Linked DNA regions of Mus musculus: region 1 is linked to region 2. Evidence: chromatin contacts called from public HiChIP or PLAC-seq data. All regions are on one chromosome and are shown on one strand. The core of a region is the stretch at or near the end of the contact, and the rest is flanking DNA. Distances in the headings are between cores, read along the strand shown.

What was found. HiChIP or PLAC-seq counts read pairs in DNA pulled down with a chosen protein or histone mark.
Region 1: a contact with region 2 is called in an H3K27ac HiChIP or PLAC-seq map of the NIH/3T3 cell line, with 2.2 times the contacts expected there. The contact joins the promoter of Nedd9 here to the enhancer-like site in region 2. A contact is called at or near these places in 4 of 15 datasets of contacts at CTCF or cohesin (CD8 T cells, the NIH/3T3 cell line, large pre-B cells and 1 more), 18 of 484 Hi-C or Micro-C datasets (the C2C12 cell line, the HL-1 cell line, Sertoli cells and 12 more), 13 of 115 datasets of contacts at active chromatin or transcription factors (the 230-238 cell line, CD8 T cells, the NIH/3T3 cell line and 8 more) and 4 of 9 other capture datasets (adipose tissue, embryonic stem cells, liver and 1 more).

What each region holds. Positions count from the first base shown.
Region 1 is chr13:41,356,809-41,362,628 of GRCm38.p6, reverse strand. It overlaps Nedd9 (neural precursor cell expressed, developmentally down-regulated gene 9), which reads left to right and starts at 3,628. Exons shown (of 7, transcript NM_017464.5): 1 at 3,628-3,776. The coding sequence starts at 3,765.
Region 2 is chr13:41,441,160-41,446,739 of GRCm38.p6, reverse strand. It overlaps a transcript of Nedd9 not described here. Among named protein-coding and RNA genes, the nearest start is that of Gm32448, 34 kb to the right of the region's middle. Within about 2 kb of position 1,484, at least 25 of the 459 cell types and tissues checked have an H3K27ac peak or open chromatin away from gene starts, as enhancers often do. A contact at or near this core is called in the C2C12 cell line, CD8 T cells, the HL-1 cell line and 3 more, where this site is marked.

The DNA of each region.
Region 1 (5,820 bases), core at 2,379-4,878, 86 kb after region 2:
TTTGATTTTTGTGAGATTTGTTGTTTTGGGAGGGAAGAGAGGGTGGTCTCAGCTCACCCATTCTGATCTTGAAGTTACCAAGTGCTTCTGGGTGAGCTGGTATTATAGACATGTGCTACCATGCGTGGCTATAGTATTATCTTATAATAAATACGTTCTTTAGCTTTGCGCTGTTTACCAACTCAGGGTCAACCACTCAGCCCCAGCTTTGCAACTCAACAGATTGTACATAAATATGCCAACACAACTTTCTCGTATAGACAACACAGAAATTTGAATTACGCCTAATTTTTACATCTCTCAAGATGTTATTCTTTTGCCTCCTCCCAAGCCACTTAGCAATGTGAATGCTGTTCCTGGCTCACAGAGACAGGACTGACAGCAGCCTGGCATTGGCTCTGAAAAGGCGCATCCTGTGTCTATGCTAACAAATGAGACCTGGAGGGTGTTCTCAGACATAAGGATTTTCTTCTATTTCTTTCCTGGGCACTAGGCCGAACTTGGAGGTAAACATGTGTTCTCTGAATTACTTCCTGATCCACAGGGCAATGACTTAAGTACATACAGGGTATAAAGAGACAGAGAGATCAACTAGCCATCACCTTGTTCTTCCAGAACCCACCCAAAGCTGTAGAAACAGACGTCAACGCACCATCAGCATCCAAACACGGAAAAGGCACTTTTAAGAGATCTGTGTTCCAAGTACAATGGGAGCACAGTCAGGGGAAGGAGAGATTTGTTCTGAAAGGGCGAGGTGGGCAGGGCGGGGGCTGTGGACCAGCACACACAAAGGCATTAGTGTGTTGAGCTAGGCCTGATAGCGGACAAGCAGCCAGAGCATTCTCTGTAGAAAGACCCATCTGTGCAATGCCAGTAAGGTATAAATAAGCCTGGGGTGTGGAGGAAAAAAACTGAAACGAGGATTGGCGAAGTTCTCATTATAGTCCACACCAAGGTGTCTGCTTCCTAAGATGTTAGCATATCGATAAGAGACTGTTCAATTCCATCTAAACGCCATCCCCTCTGTCCTCTGGGAAGGGAACTGGTAGTAACGCTGAAGATAGAGAGATTTCGAGGAAGGAAACTAAAGAGAAATCTCTAAATAGAGTGGAGAGTCGGGAGAGTGGCTTACCATACATATGACTAGTAGGATCACACCCAGAGGGCTCAAGGTCTCTGCGTGTCAGCTTTGAGTTCTCTTTGCTGATTCCCCAGGGGGCTCTCCTCCTTGCTCATGGGCTCTAGTTCCTTCACCCAGACAAAATAGCCACTGGGTTCTGCCTGAGCCACAAGCAGTTCCAGTATTTGCTTGATTTCCATGTGTGCTCTGACCAACGTCCAATGGCTACTAATAAAATCCCTCAGAAAGCACCGGGTGCCATTTCCCTGACTCCTGGATGCAGTAGGGTCTAACTGGGCATGGCTTTCTCCAAAGAGGCACCTACTCGTAGGATGCTGGTGAGCGTGGGTTGGGACTGAGCCCAGGGTCCTTGGCGGTTCTGGAAAGGTACCAACCAACCCACTGGTTTCCTGAATAATTTAATTATATAATCAGTTTTTCATATTTTTCACATTCAGCGTCTCAGGCAATCAATACAGAAAGGGCTATTCCTTTATTTACTGAATTTGTGTTTCTCCAAAAGGTTTAGAGGGAGCATAACCAATAAAAACAAAATGACTTGTGTTACTTAGGCTGCACTGAGATCACAGCATGATAATAAGGGCAAAAACAGGGAAATTGTTTTTTTCTCAAAATTCTTAGATGGCTTCCTATCACACTCAAGGAAAACCCTAGCTCTCTTCCCTAGCAGGTACACATTATTATGTCCTCATTTTATAAGGCTAGCATTGCAAAGTTAAGGAATGTGTATCGATTTGCCTGATAGGAATCAAGCCATCTACCCTGAGAAGACAATTTCACAAACGCCTAGCACAGGCTTTGGCAATGTTGAGGTTGAATGGGTTAGCCTTGCTTTAATCCACTCATCTAAGCATGATTCAGCCTGGCTGCTGAAGAAGTCAAAGGAATGCTATCTCTGTCTCCTGGGGAACCAGGACAAATCTAGAGAGAAAGATTTGACTTGTCCTACAAACATAGGTCCCTAGTGTGAATCTTCAGGGCTGCCAGGATGATCCTGCTACCGCAATCTGCTTCGTGCCTAATCTGTGTACAAAAGACCTTGCGAATCACACAGGTTCAATTCGGCTTTGAGATCAGGAAGTAAAAGCCATGACCTGGAAGGGGCCTGAACCGGGATGTCAACTTCACGAAGGTGGCCAGGGACATCTTGTAGAGCAAACTCCAAGCTGCAGCCAAATGTGGATTCAATTGTCAATGTAAACCCTACCCCACCCCCACCCCCACCCCCACCCCCAGAAACCACTTTTATGCGGCATCTGCTCTCCTATGCTTTTGGCTTAAATCATTTATTTTCAAAAGTTTTAATCCATTGGAAATTTAGAAGGGGATTGGGGAGGCAAAACTGATTCTGGACTACCTTAGTCAGGAAAGAAGTAAGAGCTGATTTTTTTTTTCCACCCGAGTCGTGCAGTCTGGCTGGAATGCATCCCAACTGGGGGATAGTCCTGAATACTCCAAGTCCTGAGGCCCGAGGAAAAGAAAAGCCTGTCTTCTCCTGAGTGATTCTCTTTCTCTATAGAAATCTCAGAATGGAACCGCTCTACAAATCATGTCCCGCGCTCTGCCTGAAAGAGGCTGTTCTTTTTTTTTTTTTTTTTTTTTTTTTTAAACCAGGCTTATCAAACAGAAGCGTTCTCCCTGAATAATAAGTGTGAGTGGGCTAATGGGTCATTTGGGGGAGAGAGGTCAAAAGGAAAAGGCCTCGGTGTTCAAAAGCGGAATCTGGCAATGCCAGCGGTCAAAGAGGAGAGTGCTGGCTGGACAGGCGTGATGTATCGGGTGTGTTCTATAGAACCTGCATGGGTTCCCACCTATCCTTTATCCTCGGAGGTCCTAGTGAGAAGAACCGGGAAGGCCTGGTGCTTATGAGTGAGTTCCTTTTCATTGAGAAAGAAATGTTTTCCAGCTCCTAGCAGACTGACTTAGCAAAGTACTTTGAACACTTGGGGGTGAGGGGAGCAGCCACAGAAAAGGGAAGGGGAAGAGAAAAGACAGGGAAAGAGAGCTATCAGCAGGGGTGGTTAGTAAAAAAAAAAGGGGGGGGTACTGGAGACAGAAAACCCTTTGTTCCTCCAGCTCGTTTCATGTAGAGATTGTAAGGTGAATGGCTTTGAAATGAAATGGGTTTATGAACTAGTTGCTAGGTCACAGGAAGCGCGATCGTCAGACTGCTTTGTGAATTCGGATTCTTTAAAACTTAGGTTACTCTCAAAAGGAACGTACCTCCTTTGTCTGGTTCCTATGTCTTTCCTCTTTATATTTTTATTTCTCCGGGTGGCTGGGGCCGCCTCCCCACTTTCTGTTTTCTCCTCCGCCCTTTTGATAACGTGAAAAGAAATGATCGTATTACACGCTCTTTGTCGGAGGGTTTCAGAAGTTAGAGGTGGGCGGGGTGGAGGCGTTACCTTCACCGCCACCAGCAGCCAATGGCGGCGCGGTATGCAAACGAGGCCCGCGCCGTGCTGGTCTGGATCTGGGCTGTGAGCTCAGAGACTCCGCAGTGCGCGGGAGGCGAAGGCTTCTCATTTCCATCCAGCCCAGCGCTCAATGGAGGGGCGGACTCTGCAGTGCCTCACTCACTGTGTGATTCGATAGGACCAGGGCTCATCAGATCACCGCCGAGATGAAGTACAAGGTAAGAGTGCCTTGTACGCCGTCTCCTGAGAAGCTAGAGGCAGCTGTGCCGGCCGGCGCCTTTCCCACCTTGACAACTGGGCAGGGATCCCTTGTGTGTCTGGTTTTGCCGAGCTGCGTCTGATCTCGCTTCCAGGCTTCCCCCGGGTGTACCGCCAGCAGACATGCGCTTTCAGATCCACTAGTTCTTGGTGCATGGTTCTGAAAGTTGTTGTGGGTGGCGGAAGGCGGTGGAGTAGAGTTAGCATAGGAGCCGCCGCCAGAGATCAGAGGGTGTCTAACTCGCCTCGCAGCAGGCAAGTCGCAGGTCTCTGCCTGACCAAAGCCAGCTTGGGGAGCCATAATAAGGAGAGTCAGAACTGCTGAGTCTCTGACAGGTTCTAAAAGCACCTTTTCAGATTTTTGCCTTAAGCACTTGATCTGGGAAGCTGTCTGCTCGAGGTCCTTTCGGTAGAAGCAGATTAAAAACCCAGACACTATCATAGGCGCGATGATGGAGAATTCCCACATCCTTATGAATAAATGGCTGTTAGTCATTTCTGGATAACTCTTTATTGGGGTTGAACGGGTCTGAAAGTATGAAGGCTCCGGCTGGCTTATTTTCCCTGACGCTTACAGAATGTCCTGCTCATAATTTTGGCAGCTCTATTTTCCACTGCATTTTGCACCACGGTTTCTGGGGTTACTCTTGGCAAAATGATTATGCCTTGCTCAGCACATCCCGTCTAATGAGGCAGTTTCCAAGGGACTTGGCCCAGTAGCAGTTCATGGCAATGACTTGGCGGTACTTACTTACGATCCTTTTTTTTAAAAAAAAATTTTTTTTTTAATTTTAATGGTGAAGAGACATGAGTCCTCGACTTTTAAAGGACTGTGTCATTTCAAAAATTCGTTTTGGTAAGGTGACTTAACAGAGCCAGTTAACTGACTTAGCTAGGGGCTAACTTGGCTTCCCTCTGCGGTATGTAGCCTCTGGCCCTTCCTTTGGGATAGAAGGCTGTAGCTAACAGCCACTGGTTCCCTGTCTATAAATCTTGTTCAAAAGCTGTGAGCCAAAGCATGAGTGATAGTTGTTGGGGAAGTTCCAGCAGTCTAAAGACCCAGATATCTATTGTCATCTCCTATCAGCTTTCCATTTCGTACATCTATGGGGAGGGGCAGAAGAAAGGAAAGCTCTAGGAGTCAGTCAGAAATGATGCAGCTTTCTACCTGGCAGGAACAGAATCTTTTTGGAAGTGATGGGGATACATGGTATCAAGCCTGCAATGTTGTTTTTTTTTTTTTCCTTCCCATTCTCCCTGTTGTTGAATCAAGACAGTGTTATAGAGAAAAGAGAAAGGATTAACTCTGTCCATCATTGGGACATTAAATAGCTGGTGTGAACTCTGAGTGCTGTAGTCTAGAAGGTGAGGACATGTGACGACATCTAAAGTCACTTTGGTTCAGTGACCTCATCATGTTTCGCTTTGCTCTTTATGGAAAGAAAATATCATGGGGACTGATGATTTACACTGCAGGTGAGAAACTGCAACTGGGGAATGCTTTCCACTTGGCTGAGTCTGCCCAGAGTTGAACACTTTGCCGAGCAATAGAAATACATGGTTATTTATCATCATCATCACCATCACCATCATCACCATCATCTCATTATTATTGTAGACAACTTCACCAGCAAAAACGCTATGCTCCCCAAGTAAACAACTCACACATGGGCACCCTGAGTTGACCATAGCAGAAGCGAGCCACTTTTCCCTCTGTCATAAAGTCTATTTAGCTAATGAAAGATAACTGTCTTTCAGGAGAGAATTAGTCATTCTGTGTAGGAGATGCTGAAGCAGAGGCATGATGGGTAAAGCGATACAAGTCCGTCACACTTAACTCTCCCCATTAGCTCCGAGGCACACTTATTTTCCCAAAGTAGCAACTGTGGCACACAGAAGTTAAATGATGGGTTTTTTCCGACACACCAACTGAGGAGCATGGGATTAAAAGTGATCTTGATCTAATACTGGTGATTTAAACACTACCAGGAAAGGGAAAGCAAA
Region 2 (5,580 bases), core at 235-2,734:
TGCCTTTGAAACTAGAATCTTAGTGCAAGTCATAGGGCATTTAGCAAGAGGCATGTCCTTTTTTTTTTTTCTGGCTTTCTGCTATTGTGAATGTGTGGAGATGCCCCTCCAGGCTGCTCATTCCTTGCCCCATAGTGAGATCTTAGGGGTGGAAAAGAGGAGGCGGGAATGAGCAATTGCACAGATATTTCCATTTCCTCTCCCTGATCATATCCTAATGTGAATACACCCTAATGAATTCCCCCAGGGGTGGGGCAAGAAACCTTACCTAGGAGGGAAACTGCCCCAAGGCAAAGCCTCCTCTGCCGCCGCAGGCACCTTGTCCGGGTGCTTCTGCTGCCGTGCTGGCTCTTTCCTTTTTAGCTCCCCTTTACGGCTATATGTCACAGAGGCAGGAAGGATGCTAGAGTTGTCAGGGGGTCACAGAGATTAGAACTGGATCTGGGTAAAAAGCGTGACATCCATTAATGTGGTTTTCATCCTCAAGACTGGGAGGTCGTTTGGTTGCAAATATCCTGGGAAGGATCTCAAAACTGCCCACACCTTCCAGAAGGATAACAGAACTAGATTGACTTCAATAAAAGAGACCATGTAATAAAAGTGCCAGGTTTCTATGTGTTGGCTTGGTATGGATAGGTTTGTTTGACCTAAAACTACATCAGCATTGGGCAGTGTCGATCGATTCATGCTGACTAAGGTTCTGATTAAGACAACTTCTACTTGTTGGAAGTCATCCAGCCTTACTTGATGTGATTGTCCTGAAGCACCAAGAACTGTGTGAGGACCTTACAGCGATGACAGAAAGGCTGGGGAAGTCTCAGTCTTTTTCTTCAAAAGAAGTTGAGACCCAGCAGCACTGACTGGCTTGTTGGAGGTCATACAAGTGGTGTCTTTTGGCTGCCGTGACCATGCCATGACCAGGACAGTTCCCACCGTACCCTGTTGTCTTGGCATAATTATCACTCTAAATCCTTGTTGTTCTAGAAGGAGTTCTAGTTTGGAGGAAGAGTTTGATGTCCCTCTGTCTCAAACACAATGCCTTCTAGCTATGAATTCATCACTTTTCCCCTTACACAACTCCATCCCTTCTTTCTTTTTTTGTGGTTCTCAAAATGGCCCCTCCTGTCTGAGGCCATCTGTCATGCTTTTGCAAATTAGTCATTCTCAAAGTTTGGGTGACTGTAAGTGACAATCCAAGTCCAGATTTCCTAAACCATGGGTCCCTTTGTTCTCAAGAGGATAAAACAAGATAACCACAGGGGTGGGATCAGCCAGGCACCCAGCAGCCCAAGCCTTGACAACCTTAGACAACCATCTCTGTGCTCCTAGGTTCTTGGTGACAAAGGCTGGGGTAAGTAGATGGTAGCACAAATGAGACTTTTATACGGCTTTTATTTTGTTTTGTTTTTAATGAAATACACACAGGGTTGAAGAGAAATTCACTATAAAATCCCACCCATTGGGCTCTGAAAGTCCCATATGTCCGATGACTCAACATGAAACTCATAGGCTGGTAATACTTTGAAATCCTCTGTGAACAATAAAAGCTAAGCATGAGAAAGGAAGGGTTTCACATATACACAAGGAAAAGGAAGACAAAAAGAAAGAAAAAAATCAAAGATCCTTTCTCATCTGCCCAGTGGAGTGGAAGACACCAGTGTCCTGAATCTATTTATTAATGCCACCCTCATGAATGTCCTACATGTAATATAACTTGGCGAAGTTTCTATAATAATGAGCCAGGAAGAGCCAGCTGTGAGCTGGGAACACCCACAGCTGTGTGCTTGGCTCACTGCAGTTGTAGTGCCGATGAAGCAGAACTTCTGATAACCAAGGTCTATGGGACGTGGGAGCAACGTGTTAAAACGAAAACCCATTCTATATAGAATGGGAAGATAAAAATGAATCCTTTATAGCCTAAGGGTCTTGGTAATGCTGCTTAATTAAAAGGGTGATGTACAGATGAATCTCTTCCTAATGAGCAGCCTTCCTGACAGCCTTGGAAATAATTACACAGCAAACATTATTTAATCCAGGCTCAACAACACAGTCTTTGCTGCCAGCAAACTTGGGTTTGACCAGTGTCTACTGACAGCGAGGAGGTGAGACCTTGAGTGAACCTCTAAACCTCAGTTAGCTTCATCTTTCCAACTGCACAATAAAGACACTGGTCCTTACCAATAGATCCTACTGTTATTGAAAGGGCGAAGGGATAAATAGTACATACATAAAGTGCGCAGCATTGAGTCTAGCTCAGGCGCACCACTCTTATTATTTAAACAACCATAACTTTGGAGATCAAGTGCCAAGTATTGCATAAGACAATGGGGCCTCACAAATGAGTCAAAAGGTCTGTCTGCAGGCAGGATCTTGTAGCCCGGGGCAGTGGCTGATAAACACGTGGATATTAATATGGGGATTCTAAAGTAGAATAAGGTAGAAAAGATCAATGTGTAGATGCTGATTTACTGATTTGTTTACTGACTTACTTAAAGCTCGGCCTATCTGCTGAGCATGATGTCACCTGCTACCTGAAACAGAATGGCCTGGAGAAATAGCTGAGACAGTGGGTCATTGTCCTTAAGCTGCTGACCGCCATGTCCGAGTCTGTAAAACCTCACCTGCTTGGCCTCCCCACCTTGTGTTTTAGAGTATAAAATGAGAATACAGACTGGACCCAGGATTGAAGCATCTCCGTTCTGCCACTCTCTCGGGTCCCAGAGCATATGGTCTTGAAAGATCCCCCCAACAGTTCCCCCCAACAGGCAGAGGGGAAAGTGTATTTAGAATGGTGATGCTGACGTTTCTTAGCGGTTGCTACTTGGGTTCACTTTTGAAAGAAACATGGATAAAGATTCTCCACATACAGAGAAAGATGATTGTAAGATCTGTGCTACTGACGGACTTTTCGCTAAGTGGATGGAAAAGGCAATGGACAGCTAGGCTCCGGCTCAGCTCTTGAACACATTGTGACTCACTCTAAGAGGGGAAATAAAGCTTACTATTGCTTAGTTTTATCTACCAGCCCCCCCCCCCCCACAGAGCTGGGGACACCATGGAATTGGGAAGCATGAGTTTCTGAGGTCCAAGCAGCTGATCTGTGCTCACTCGGTCATTAGTGGTCATGATCTACCGAGAACATTGCCCATGATGGAGGAGGAGCTGCCTCTTCAGGCTTCTCCCAGAATTCCTGCTTTTCTGAAAGCAGAGATTGTTCTTTTGGAAGTTTCAGTACACACTTTAACCACCCCCATTGTGTGTGTGTGTGTGTGTGTGTGTGTGTCTGTCTGTCTGTCTGTCTGTGTGTGTCTGTCTGTGTGTGTGTGTCTGCCTGACTATAACTGTCTCTGTGTGTGTCTTTCTGTCTGTCTGTCTGTTTCTGTGTGTCTGCACATGTGTCTGTCTGTGTTTCTGTGTGTCTGTGTGTCTGTGTGTCTGTCTGTCTCTCTCTCTCTCTCTCTTTCGTGTGTGTGTGTGTGTGCTGGGAATTGAACCCAGAGCATTTTGTATGCATGTTCAGCAAGAGTTCTAGTACTGAACTATTACTTGGCCCTTTTAGTACTTTACATGTTTGAGACAAGGTCTTGCTAAGTTATGCAGGATGCCATGGAACTTGTTGGCCTCTATTTTGTGATCTTCCTGCCTCAGGCTCTTGAGTAGCTGGACTTACAGGTATGCATCACTAAGCTTAGATAAAGCCCAGATTTCATGTAAGAATCTCTTCCTGCTGAGGTTTCTGCCCCATAAGTTGATCTTTATTTACATTGACTGCTTCTATATAACAACTGTCTTGGTAGAAACGGGTCGTAGAACTTGGCAGGATGACATGTTTGTTTGGAGCATCACTAAAAAAATCAGTCCATGAGCTGGGGCCCTGGACCTCTGAATAGTTTAGGGTTAAAGAATCTGGTTGTTCAGGAGACAGGTGAAGAGTGAGGAATTGAGATCAGGCTAGGAAGGAGCTGGAGAAGGCAGAGCAGGCAGTTACAGAAGTGATTTGGGGCCAATTCAATGGGAAACTTGAAGCCAAAGAGGCAGCACCTGGTGCTGGCTGTCCTGGTGAGAGACACAGGGGCTGAAGGACTTACACCTCCGCATCTGCTTCCTCATGTGCTCCGCATGTGCTTTGCCCACAGTCTCCTGACATGCTATTTTTTAAAATTATTTGTGATCTAATTACTGCCACTCTAAGTAAAAGAAAATTCAAAAACGTTGTTAGTGTGAACCTTTCCTTTCCTTTCTGCAGCATTGGTTCAAATGCAGACAAAGAAGCATTGAACCCATATGCTAAAGGGCCAAAAAAGATACGTGATTTGCATATTCCATTCTAACTGGAACAATAGAAACTGCGCAGAACCAATCCCACTGCTTTTGCTTCACTTCTGTTGTTTTTAATTGAAAATTCATGCACTCTATTCTGATCATGGTTTCCCCTTCCCCATCTCCTCCAGGATCCTTTCTACCTCCCCAGCCATCCAGCTCCATGCCTTCTCTCTCTCTCTCTCTCTCTCTCTCTCTCTCTCTCTCTCTCTCTCTCTCTAACACACAAGTCAATAAAATATTTCTTCTTGATCTAAGCAAGCGCTACCCACCACCTCTGCCACTGGCTTCTCAAATGTAAAGAAGAATAAACAGCAAAATGGATGAAGCTGCCTGATTCTTAGAAAACCACTGGCTTCCATATTGGAGGTCAGTTTTTATCCCTGAACGGAAAGTCTGGCCTCCTCTCCCTCCACAGCGAATTGTGATGTAGACAAAACATACTTCTCTCGACTACTCCTGGAAGTCCATAGATCCCCACACATGGTGGACGCACAGAATATGTTGCTCAAAATGAATGCTTTCTGTAAATGAGACAGCAAGGGAGCACAGGCATGTATCCTTGTACACGTTCCCTGTTTCTGCACATGTTGCCTTGTTCCAAATTCACTTACTACATACAAGTTCAAATAGAAGAATGGTGCTTTCTTTCTAGCTTTTCCAAAAACGTGTGTGTGTGTGTGTGTGTGTGTGTGTGTGTGTGTGTGTGTGTGTGTATGTGTTGTTGCATGCATGTCTCTGTGTGTGTGTGTGTGCACAGATTCCATGCATGGTCTTAAGCTAGTCCTTGATGTGGGTGAGTCAGCTCCAAATGTATAGAGATACCTTTCTTGTGTGCCCAGACCAAGGGCTGTGTGAGCAACCAAAGTATCCTAGTCATACCACCATTGAACTTCCCAGTCATCAGTATATGGCCATAGAGGCCAGAGAAGGATAACCCTGGAACTGGAATTATATGTGGCTATGAGCTTTGGTTCTCTGGAAGATTGGGCAGTGCTCTTAACTGCAGAGCCAATTCTCCAGCTCCCAAAATAAGACTTATTACGAAGGCAGAAAATCCTCAAGCCTGCTCAAGGGCCCTTATGGAACAGCACAGGTGGCCTGCTTTGAGGTTGGCTCTGCCCACAGGAAGGATGCATGCATGGAAATAGGAAATGGATCATGGAATGTGTGAGATGCACTTGGGAGGAACACTAATGGCCGGCCACCTTTCACAGGGAGGGATACAAACAGGAGGAGTCTGTGCAGCCAGCTCCATTG